2 separate regions of the Danio rerio genome follow, and region 1 is linked to region 2. A link is a contact called in public HiCAR-type data. All regions are on one chromosome and are shown on one strand. The core of a region is the stretch at or near the end of the contact, and the rest is flanking DNA. Distances in the headings are between cores, read along the strand shown.

Evidence for each region. HiCAR-type assays count read pairs that join an accessible place to other places.
Region 1: a contact with region 2 is called in a HiCAR-type map of caudal fin, with 6 times the contacts expected there. The contact joins two enhancer-like sites. A contact is called at or near these places in 1 of 18 Hi-C or Micro-C datasets (caudal fin) and 1 of 4 datasets of contacts at active chromatin or transcription factors (caudal fin).

What each region holds. Positions count from the first base shown.
Region 1 is chr22:18,409,000-18,414,847 of GRCz12tu, reverse strand. No RefSeq gene overlaps it. Among named protein-coding and RNA genes, the nearest start is that of midn, 40 kb to the left of the region's middle. Within about 2 kb of position 2,592, at least 40 of the 62 cell types and tissues checked have an H3K27ac peak or open chromatin away from gene starts, as enhancers often do. A contact at or near this core is called in caudal fin, where this site is marked.
Region 2 is chr22:18,257,613-18,263,856 of GRCz12tu, reverse strand. It overlaps LOC141380307 (a long non-coding RNA gene), which reads right to left. Exons shown (of 2, transcript XR_012398129.1): 2 at 1-902. Among named protein-coding and RNA genes, the nearest start is that of cirbpb, 20 kb to the right of the region's middle. Within about 2 kb of position 3,781, at least 29 of the 62 cell types and tissues checked have an H3K27ac peak or open chromatin away from gene starts, as enhancers often do. A contact at or near this core is called in caudal fin, where this site is marked.

The DNA.
Region 1 (5,848 bases), core at 1,343-3,842, 150 kb before region 2:
TTCTGACTTCAACTGTATTTTTAAGCACAAAGAGAGAAATGGACTATTGCTTGTTTTTAATATTATTTTGTGATGTATTTATTGGTTACTGAGCAGCAATAAATAGCACTTTAAAATATTGTCATGTGAATTTCTAATCTAGTAGTGTTTTGAAATTAATGAATGTATAATAATCGTGATAACCGTGAAACCGTGATTATTTCTCAGACTAAAATCGTGCAACCAAAATCTATAATCGTTGCATCCCTACTTGGTTTTTAACGTAACTTATTCTTTCATAAGTTCTTTACAAGCCCTGTCACATATACTAATGTGCCCAAACAGGATGTTAATATCACCAACCATTCCCATTTTATTAAGGTGTATCCACATAAATGGCCCACCTTGTAGAAAACCTGTAATATTTTTAAAATGCACATTTGCATGTTTATACCAGTAGAATGAAGGCAATCTTAAGCTTATGTAATGTATTTTTTTACAAGGTGCACTGGTTTCCCATTTGAAAAGGCAGTGGGGGAATCCCTGCAAAACACAAGCGCAGCAGCAAAATTAAAAAAGTCTTTTTATAGTTTAACTGGAAACTGAAAAATTAGAATCCAAAAATGCATTATGTTAACCCCAAGCCTTAAAAATGTACATTTTTGTATTTAGGGCTTTATGAAGTGTGCAGGGTTTAAAATGGAAACAGCATTGTGAACAAAATGTGAATTTGCTGTACACCACCTGACAAAAGTCTTGTCGTCTATCTCAGTTGTAAGTGCTACAAATAATAACTTGACTTCTAGTTGATCATTTGGAGAAGTGGCAGAGGGTAGATTTGTCTGATGAATCATTTGTTGAACTGCATCCCAATCATCACAAAAACTGCAGAAGACCTATTGAAACCCGCGTGGACCCAATATTCTCACAGAAATCAGTTTGGTGAAGGAAAAATCATGGTTTGGGGTTACATTCAGTCTGGGGCTGCGCAAAAGATCTGGAGATGGATGGGCAACATCAACATGAGGTATCAAGACATTTGTGCTGCCCATTATATTACAAACCACAGGAGAGGGCCACTCCTTCTCATACTTCAGCCTCCACATCAAAGTTCCTAAAAGCAAAAAAGGTCAAGGTGCGCCAGGATTGGCCAGCCCAGTCACACAACATAAACATTATTGAGCATGTTCGGGGGTAAGATGCAATGGTTTAATGGTTTAGAATGGTTTAAAATGTGCAGGTGAGTAGCTTGGCCTTTTGATCTAATAAGAAAAATTGCAGACTACAATGGAAAGAAGTTTTCATAATAAATTCCAGCTTGTGCATCAAAATTGTTGTGTTTATTTGTTTTTATAGATCATGTGATGATATAAAAAAATGGGTGTGATGGGACGGATGTGATTGTGTATTAGATTTTTCCAATTTTGTGCTTACATCAAATTAGTGCTGCACGATATTAGAAAAATCTGATAATGCAATATTATATTTTTCAGCGATAGGCTATGAATACAGTTTCAGATTGCTTAAATAGCTCTATTTGACTTTTTAACAGTATGCAAGTGCAAAAAATGTAATCATCATAATGCAAAAATAAATAAATAAATAAACGCTTTTCTTACTACTTGGTTTTTTTTTCTAGTCCAAATATCAAAAAAATCCTAACCAAGTACAAATATTTAGTTTTCACCGTCTGAACAAATATGAGAAAATGAAGTGTTTTTGCTTTTTTTAAGGAAATTATCTGTCAGTGGGGCTCATGAAATAATCTTGTTTTTGCTCGAAATGTAGATATTTGGACTAGAAACAAAACAAAAATTCTATGTAAGAATAGTTTTTTTTTTTTTTTTTTTTTTTTTTGCATAAATCTAATAAATTCCAGATAAATACAGTGATTAAATACAACTCTGTAGCTCCTGCTCAACTATAATTCAGATTGGACATTGCCTATCTTTGTGATGTGACTATTGCGAATGAGCACATCCCACAAATATGCATCTTTGCATGGAAACACACTGTAAAATATTGTACATTATTTCCTTATTACTTTTTTACCACACTTATACTTATCTTAATAATCATGTGATAATAAGACAATTGTATGCCAAGGTATTTTTGAATTAAAAAATAAATTAAAATAACATACTCCTCACATAACATATATGTGAATAAACAAAGAGAAGCAAAAATGCACAATTTCACTAATCAGCCACCCAGAAGAACCTGGCAACTGCTCAGAACACCTTAGCAACCGTATAACAAAGCTCTGGCAACCACCCACGGCATGCTAGCATTGTGGCGGTAGCTTTTGCACATTCAAAACCACTCCAAAAAAATATAGCATTCATTACAACGCATGCCAAGGAACAGCATGGATGCTTTATCTGACTTCCAGATTCCACTAAGCCAAGATTCTTTGACTTAATGCACCAAAGTCCTTTTATGGTACTGTAAACACAGCGCTTTAAATCCAGCTGAGGCCTCAAAAAAAAAAAAAAAAAAAAGAAGAAGAAGAGAGAAACAGAGAGAAAAGAAATGAATGAACACAGGAAACCTCACTCTGGCAGGAAGTGGGAACGGCTGCTATGGTAACGAACTGAAAGAAGGAGCCCTGGTGGAGCTCTTGCGAATCGCTGTGTTTTGACGTCATTTCGCGCACAGAGAGAGCGAGTGAGAACAGCTGCCGAAGACATAAAATAAACAAAGGAGGGGATGAACTTTAGAGCGCTCACTCAGAAATGCTACATGACAGCCACGGCTTGATGTTTGTCTTCTCAGAAAGACTTTTTTTTTTTGTAGTCGCAGGATGAGTTTTTAAATATAAGGGTGTTTTTCTCTCTGGCATAACCTCCTTCGTAACTTAAAAAGCAGATGGTGCTTTTTTTACGACTGTTTGACAGCATTCTTTGATTAATGTTCTGACTGACATTTCAGAGTCATTTCAGTTCACTTCCATTTGGCAAAACTGTGTTTGTCTGACCAAAGTATATGGTAAATTCATGTAGCAAATGGCACATGTAGAATAATTTATTCTAATTTAATATGTATTTTGTTAAAACATTAATGTTAAAGTGTGTTTAAATGGCCAGAAAAGGTGAACATATTTTGAAAATGTGTGTTGGAAATATATGGAGCTAAAACTGTTGATGCAAGTACATTTTAAAATCCATATTAGCTTTTAAAATGTATTCATTTTCTTTTATCTATATATCTCAGTCTATCAGTATTGTCTTGCATCGTAAATCTATTTTGGCATAAAGAAACCAATATATATATGGTTCAGATTTTTACTTGACCTGCCACATTTTTCACTGGCCCCACCAATAAAAGAGAAGTAATAGCAATTTGTTAGCCACATATTTTAAATTCCATGTCAAAAACCAAACATAATTGCATAAATACACTTTTTAAAATTTATTTGAATTTAGATTTTATTTATAAAGCGAAAATGTGCACTTTAATTTTGACACTTACAGACATCGTCACCAAATATAAGACCTTCTCATACATAGCCTCATTTCAGTTGTCAGGTTTTGTAATTTTGTAAATGTATCTACTGAATTAATCTATTATTTCGAGGTGACATGTCAGTGCAGAAATGAACAAAACAATAGGCCTAAAACAAAATATTATAAGATTAAAATATGGAAAATTTATTAGATGGTTATTTTGGTAAATTTTCCTAAGAGATTAACAACACTCTGTAATATTTCAGCATGCTTTCACTTTCCAATTCGCCATGAAACGCACATTTACCGGTACAAATGACATTCCCGTTCTCTCTTCAGGGGCATGAGAGAAGGGGGAGTGAGAAAAGGCCACAGAGGACATGAGGGAATCTTGCCACACATTCACGGCAAACTATGGACGAAGTCAGTATTATTCTACTAATAGTGATAGTCAAACATGCAGTCGGTAATTCGATTGTTCACACGACCGGTAGGTGACCATTACGTTATAGTAGAATAAAGGACGGCCTTCCTAAAAGCTGAAAAAGTCGCCCCGTGTAGGTCATACTAGCCTACAATCCGTGCTCGAAACAGAATGAATGAGAGGGGATGTCGCAAACCATAGCCATTTACATGTTTAAGGCTATTACACAACCATACACTGAGATATAGCCTGGTTCGTTTGTTCGTTGGATTGTTTTGCTTTCTCACTACAATCAGTTTGTGTTTGCAGTTTGCAATCAGTTGTTTGCGATCTCGGACCGATTGATTTGGTGCTGATTCGAGTGCGAGGTTTCACATATGCTAAACGAACTGCGCTAGGCAAACAAGATAGGATCCGAAACATATATCTAGGTGTGAAAGCACCCCAAGACTGTATTTGCTCACAATTGACCAACAGTCGCAGCCAAATTAAATTTTCGATTAAACGATTAAATAAAACTATCCTTTCTACTGTCCTGATCGTCTCGCACGCTGGCCCTGGGCTATCGGGCAGTCCTTATTATTGAGCCCTGTATAATGCAAATAAAACTATGAAAGAATATTTTTAAATCCATCTTAAGTGTTTGTATTTATAATTATTTAAATGTTTTAAACCTTATCCATTTTTATTTTATCATTTATGTATTGCCCATAAACTCTACCAAAGAGGTTTATTTAACAAAGCTGCCTAATTACAATGCAATTACCATACCGTAAACCAAAAATGGCAGTAAATGTCGTCTTCAACAGTGATTTTTGTGATGTTTGCTTGTTAATTTTACCACACCGCTGCCATAAAGAGCTCTGTTTGCAGTCTAGATCAATGAGGAGGACCTGAGTGAAACTCGTTTATGTTGACCTTCCGCTGACCTTTATCTCCTCATCTTCTCTTAATAACCACCAGTCTCGATGGACAACACTGCCATCAGCATTCTACTGGAAATTTACGCTCCAGATTCTTGTCTACGAACCTTGATTTAAATGAGTCAGTGGTTTCCTTTCACGCTGCAATCAAAGAAATGTCATCTGGGCAAAGTCTTCTGGGTATTGAAATGAGGTGTGATTTGTTTGTGTTTTAGTGTTTGCCATTGAACTGAACCAAAACAGTGCCATCCTCACCACAGGGCTTGTTTCGGCGAATATAAATGTCTGGATTTCAGCTGATGTGTATGTGTACGCATCACAACCCCCTTCTTGTTATCCACCCCCACCTGCCTAACCCAGTTAGTCCTCTTCTGTGATAATCATACGGACAGCTTGGTTTCCCATACGGCCCGGTCTTAACACCCAGCCACCCACTTGGGCTTACAGAAATACGCTGATGAGGGACTAAGGACAGGTGCTGCATGTGTGTGTGTGTGTGTGTGTGTGTGTGTGTGTGTGTGTGTGTGTGTGTGTGTGCGCGTGCGGATGTGTGTCTATAAAGGTTTTGGGGGTTGAGTGACATACTAAAGCATTTCTGGCTTGATGTGTAAAGAACTAGCAGGCACCACCCACTGGCTAAACAAGGAAAATACTTAGCATCAAGCTTGTCAAGGTGTTTCGCTTCATGTTAAGATAGGTGGGCTTTTGCATATCAAGATTTTAAGATTAGTATGTTAGTGAAGGACATTTTATGTCTGTTTTCTCATGTATAATTAAGAATTTGATGGAATATTTGTCATTGAAACAGCTCAGAATTATTTAAATAAAAAAAATGTATCGTATTCATTGTTTTAAAAAGCTGTAACATTAAAAAAATATGTTGGCCAAATACTGTAGTAAATTATAGTAAACACTAGAGTGTTTTTGAACCATATAATAAAGTGTATTATGCTGTACCTATTATTTAAAACTCTTATTTTTATTATTTAAAAATGAATGCTACCGCATATAGCATTAACTTTAATAAACTGTAATAAATACTGTAGTATACTTACATTTTGTTGCATTAAAGTGTA
Region 2 (6,244 bases), core at 2,532-5,031:
CATTCAAAACATTTTTGAATAGATTTAGATTTGAAAAAATAGCCCTTTAAAACCCATTTTCAAACATTTGCATTTTCAGGCTGCACCCTTGTGCTATAAGTGAATGATCAAAACCCAGACAAAGCTTTCCATTTGTAGTCAATTATCCATAAAAGTTTTGGTTTTCTGGCATCAATTTTTTCTTACAAACCATAGAAAAGCTAATCTGATTATGATTACAGATTACTTTCCCAAACTAAAGTGACAACCCCTTGAACTAAACCTCAACTTTTGCCATTTTCTGTTCACCAGGGTGAAACATTCAGCTGAGGCGTAACAAATACTCGGTTTTGAAATGATTCATGGCTCACTTGACATCAAAGGAATGTTCTGAAATGCACATATCTCGCGGCCTTCGAGAACATATATTGTTCGCCATGAACTCTCCTTCCATGAAGTGAGTGCACCGATGCTGTTTTCCATCTGCAGACAAAAGCCTGTGTGTGTGTGTGTGTGTGTGTGCTGTGAAGGCATGCAGCATGACCTGAGGGTCCGTTTCGGCGCATGACAAAACAAGCTTGAGTTCTGCATGAGGCACAGAACGGGGATCCAGGATTTGTTCCATGACTTCAAACTCTCTTTCCCCCCAATTTTTCTTTTTCCTTCCTCTCTGCAGCCGTTTTTATTTTCGTGATATAACATCATTCTCTTCCAGCATTTTTACATGATATCCCTGTTCACCCCTCTTTCGCCATTCCTTCATGAGTGGGTGGAAGGTTGAATGTGTTGGTCCAAAGGGGGCATATGAAGGTATGACTGCACTTGGCTTAGGGATTTAAGGAGGAGGGCAGCTGTTCGCTCTCTTGGTCTTTCCTGGAATGAGGTCTACCGTGCGAGGTATCAGAGGTGACGTGAAGGCCCTGCTGTAGGAAAAGAGCATAAACCTGCTTTAGACAGCTGTCGTTCGCCGGATCAGCTACTCAAGAGGCTGTCGTCTATTTGTTGGGCGCTAGATGTGAGCTGATCAATGGGAGACCCCTGCTGGTGTGTTTATGCCACTGCAGTGGCTTTGAAGAACTTAAGTGATCCAATGTACAATGTAGAGTGTGTTGTTGGATGGATGATATATATTTCAGTGCCTTTATTTATCAGGGGTCACCACAGTGGAATGAACCGCTAAATTATCCAGCATATGTTTTTACGCAGCACATGCCCTTCCAGCTACAATCCATCTGTGGGAAACACCCATACACTCTTACATTCACACACATACACTACTGCCAATTTAGCTTACCCAATTCACCTGTACCGCATGTCTTTGGACTGGTGGGGAAATCAGCGCACCCGGAGGAATCCCACACGTACACGAGGAGAACATGCAAACTCCACTCAGACATGCCAACTGACCCAGGTGGGCCTTGAACCAGCAACCTTTTTGCAGTGAGGCAATCGTGCTACCCACTGTTCCACCGTGACGCCAGATGTTATATATGTTTTATTAGATGAAATTCCGTTTTGGTGTCTGCAGCTTTAAATGTTCCAGTTCTATAAAGCATGCTGGATTCTGATTGGCTATGAATGTAGCAATAATATTGTGTCTGTATCATGGAAGTTGTGTGCATTCTATTCTTTTCAGTTTTGAATAGTTTTATTATTATTATTATTATTATTATTATTATTATTAAAATGTACTTTTATTTTTTGTATCTAATATGTGATAAAACATTTTATTGCTTAATATTGATAACATTTTTTGTCTTTTAGCATTTATTTTGGCATTTATAAATGGCTATTTTTTTCGAGATTTAAGATAAGTTGTTTGCAAAAAAAAACTGGAAATATTATTGCATTTATTATGTTATAATGTATTTTATTACATTATTCATTCATTCATTCATTTTCTTTTCGACTTAGTTCCTTTAATAATCAGGGGTCAACACAGTGGAATGAACCGGCAACTTATCCAGCTACGTTTTATGCAACAGATGCCCTTCCAGCTGCAACTCATCACTGGATATTATATTATATTATAATATATTATATTATATTATATTATATTAAACATTTATAATATATAAAAAAATTGCTAAAATTTAGAAAGTACATATTTAATGATGTTTTGGGTCATATTTTACTTTGAATTGTGTTTTAATACAGTTGTTGTTTTGATGTTTGACTTCAGCAACAACATATATTGGATAAAGCATCTCATAATTTTGATTATATTTGATAATATGCCTTTTATTTTTTGGTTTACTATTTAAGTACAAGCATGTGTAATAAAAATACAAACTATGTATCTAATTTCATGGACACCTACAGATGCCTATTTTACAAGAAACATGTTTTGTGAACACACAATGTTTTGTGAACGCATGTTTGGCGCAAACATGCATTCACAATGGTATGGACGTTTACAGGGGTGGTCAAATGTATTTTCAAGTTTTCTATTCCTGATTGGGTAGCTTTACTTTTAAAGCGGTAGATTTAAGATAAAAACACAACATTTCAGTGAATTTAAGACATTTTAAGACTCTTTTAAGACCATTTTGGATAAAATTTTGCACTTATACAAGACTGAACACTAAGGATTTTTTCTAATGACCAGGTTACTTCTGTAAATAGTTTTTGTATTAATAGAAGATCATGTGTTGCTTTAGTTTTGCTGGAGAATTTGCTGTAAAAATGTCTAAATGTTGTTGTGAATTGTATCAAAAAACGTAATTGTAAAAAAAAAAATGTAAATAGTAAAAAAAAAAAATTTTGAGATGGATAATTGGTGATAGGGTGTCCGCCTGATTGGGTAGCTTTATTTTTAAAACAGTTGATTTAAGACAACAATACAATATTCAGTAAATTTTAGACTTGAAAGACCATTTTAAGACCATTATGAATGAAATTTTAGATTTATACGGGGCTAAACACTAAGGTTTTTTTTCTAATGGCCAGGTTACTTCTGTAAATAGTTTTTGTATTAATAAAAGATCATGTGGGATGTGTTGCTTTGGTTTTGCTGGAGAAAAATGTCTTATCGTTGTTGTAATATGTTTTTGCAATAAAATATAAAATATTGAGAAAAAAAGGTTTTGAGATGGATAATTGGTGATTGAGTGTCAGCTTGATCCTAGCTTTACTTTTTTCTTAAAGCAGTAGATTTGAGACAACAACACTATTTCAGTGAATTTAAGACTTTTTAAGACCCTGCAGACACCCTGCTACAAAAAGTTAAATCAAGCACAAATATGATTAGTTGCTTTTTTTGTAATCTGCGGCCCATTTCTGGGTCATGACCCACCAGTTTAGAAACTGCTGACTTACCGATTTCCTCAAAAGAGTTACACAATCTAGCGAGTTCACAGGAAGTCGGTTCATTTTTACCTACGACAATGCACTATCAGGTCAGAAATGCAGCATTGTTATATTACGCAAATAAAACTTCACGCCAGACGTCTGGCACAAGCGCAGGGTGCTGACTCAAGCGCATTATCTTATTGTGCACAGAACAATGGCAACTGAATCAGACGGCGAAATGAATTCTGGATTGTTAGGCAACACAAGAGGGTTTGCAAACAAAGGCGGTGTTGTTGCTCCAAGGTGTCGCCGTACATTTCCCATCAAAGCGTCTCCAATTGATGGCCACTTTGCATCCCTCCATCTATTTGTTTCATCACATGTTTGTTTGCTTTCCTTTCCTCTCCCCCAATCAAACAGGTTTTTTAGAGGCCGAGCTGGTCTGTGGGCTGCTGGTGAGGAGGCGGGACAGGAAGAGGTGGGCGACCAGAGAATTGCATTTCCTTGTGCGTCTCCACTCCCTGCCCTCAGGTTATCGATTCAGCTCCTACTAAAACTGCACACACCCACGTGGGCTGGCGCAATACACACACACGCGCTTGTTTGGCCGCGGACTCACACATGTACAAGAAATACACATGTACGTAATGCACTTGATCCTCCGAGCTCTGCAAATAAAAAGCTTTTTGCGTTTTTGGCTTGTTTTGCCGTTGTTCATTTTACACCATTTTCTCTCCCCCAGCTCACACATTAGAGCCCACACAGATATGATACATGCACACACACACACACACACACTTCTACATGCCTCTTCACTCAGACAGCTCATCCAAAGGGACAGTACATGGAGTGAAATATTGTGAGTCACACAGCCTAATTATCTAAATCAGAGAAAAGGTGTTGGATCAAACCAGGACAGGGGTCTATTTATAATTTCGTAGTCGGTTATTTTTCTCTCCGATTGTCTTGTGTGTTTTTGAACATTTGCACAGTGATGTCTTTGTTCGTGTTGTTTGACAGAGATAGTCAGTAAGTCGAGTGGTATGCGGTAAATGTTGTGTAACTGTTTGAAGTGACAAAGAGGTAATTGCACATGTTTGTGTTTATCTGGATGATGATGGAGGTGTGTGAGTCTCATACACACAAAAAAACAGGTCATGGTGATAAATCACGACAAAATTATATGGTTTGCATTGTGACATTTTACAACATATACGCTCATTCTCCTACAAAATTCTCATTAATACGATGAGTGATTTTTTTTTCTTTTAATATTAATGAATAGTATTATGAGGCTGCACGATGGCTCAGTGATTACCAATGTCACCTCACGGCAGGAAGGTCACTGGTTTGAGTCCCGGCTGGGCCAGTTAGCATTTCTGCAACCCAGGCTCATTCTGAAAACGTACCTCTATATGCATTTCTAGAGAGTGCTAAATATGTCCCAGGAGCTACGTCTTTTTCAGTTTTTGTTTTCACGAATCCACCAGAGGCCACTATGTATGCTTTTTGTGATCTCAAATTTTTCTCACGAGTACCGTTCGCCAAGCTGTTCTCACGTAAACCCACCAGGGGCGGCTGTCAACTGACTGTTTGACTGACTGAATGACTGAGTGACTAACTGACCGACTGGCCCACCCTTCTCCTTCCCTAAACCCAACCAATAGTATTGATTGACCTGGCCACCCACTTCCCTAAACCCAACCAAAAATTTTCAAAAGCAATACAGAAAAAGAAAAGCCCTCATCTGATTTTTTACCTATTACACATTCTCACCCTGTTATTTACTTGTTTATTTTGTTTTTTTGGATTTAGATTTTGTCTTACCCGCTTTCTCTAACTGTTCTTTAATGGACTGGAACCCCGTCATCATGGTCAACTCCTCTCTGCGCCTCAAGTCCGCTGACATACATGGCGAGCTAACTTGACAAACTGGTATAACCGGAAAAGCCGTCCATGCGGAGGTAAGCAGTCAGCTGGTAAGCGTATAAAAGGAACGACATCATACCGCCCCGTAGCGTTCATTTTAAAAATGAAATGTAGCCATATGTAGCTCTGGCTACATAATTTATGATCTCCAGAAACGTATATAGGGCTCCGTATTCAGAATGAGCCTATGTTGCATTTCTATGTGAAGTTCTCCCCGTGTTTGTATGGGTTTTCTTTGGGTGCTCCGGCTTCCCCTACAGTCCAAAGACATGCATTATAAATGAATTAAATAAACTAAATTGGCCGTGGTTTATAAGTAAGAGTGTGTATGGGTGTTTTCCAGTACTGGGTTGTGGCTGGAAGGGTATACGCTGCGTAAAACATATTCCAGAATAGTTGGTGATTCATTGCACTGTGGAGACAGGATGAAAATGAATAAATTAATGAAATACTAACATAATTTATGTAATCATACATTATCGATATTTAAGTTACGCTAATGACAGATTTTTTAAGTCCTTGAAATTTATGTTTTGTTTTGATTTGTTTTATGTCGATTATGGTGATTTTTCCTTTCCTTATGATAATTACATTGATATTAGCAAGTATTAACATGGTTCATTTAGACTTTACAATTCAAGTATGTCATTATATAATTAATGGTTATGAAAATAATAATTCTTCACTTTGCCTTATGGTAATGACATTGAAATTATCAAATATTAAAATTATTTGTTAAAAAAATTACACTATAGGTCATGTTTTACCTTATTAGTTTATATTAATATTTTTATGTCTATTATGATAATGATAATGAGTCTTTCTCTCGTGCATTGTTCGTTAATTACTTTGACATTAACAAATAATAAAATTATTAATAAATAATTGCAAATAATAATTCATCACCTAAATTATCATGTTTATTTTGCTAATAAGAAAATATTTTTTTATTTCCATTATGGTAATGATACATGAAAGTTGAATATAGTACAGATATTTTTATTTGCATTGGGATGGTCATATTTGTGAACAGTTTGGAGTTTAA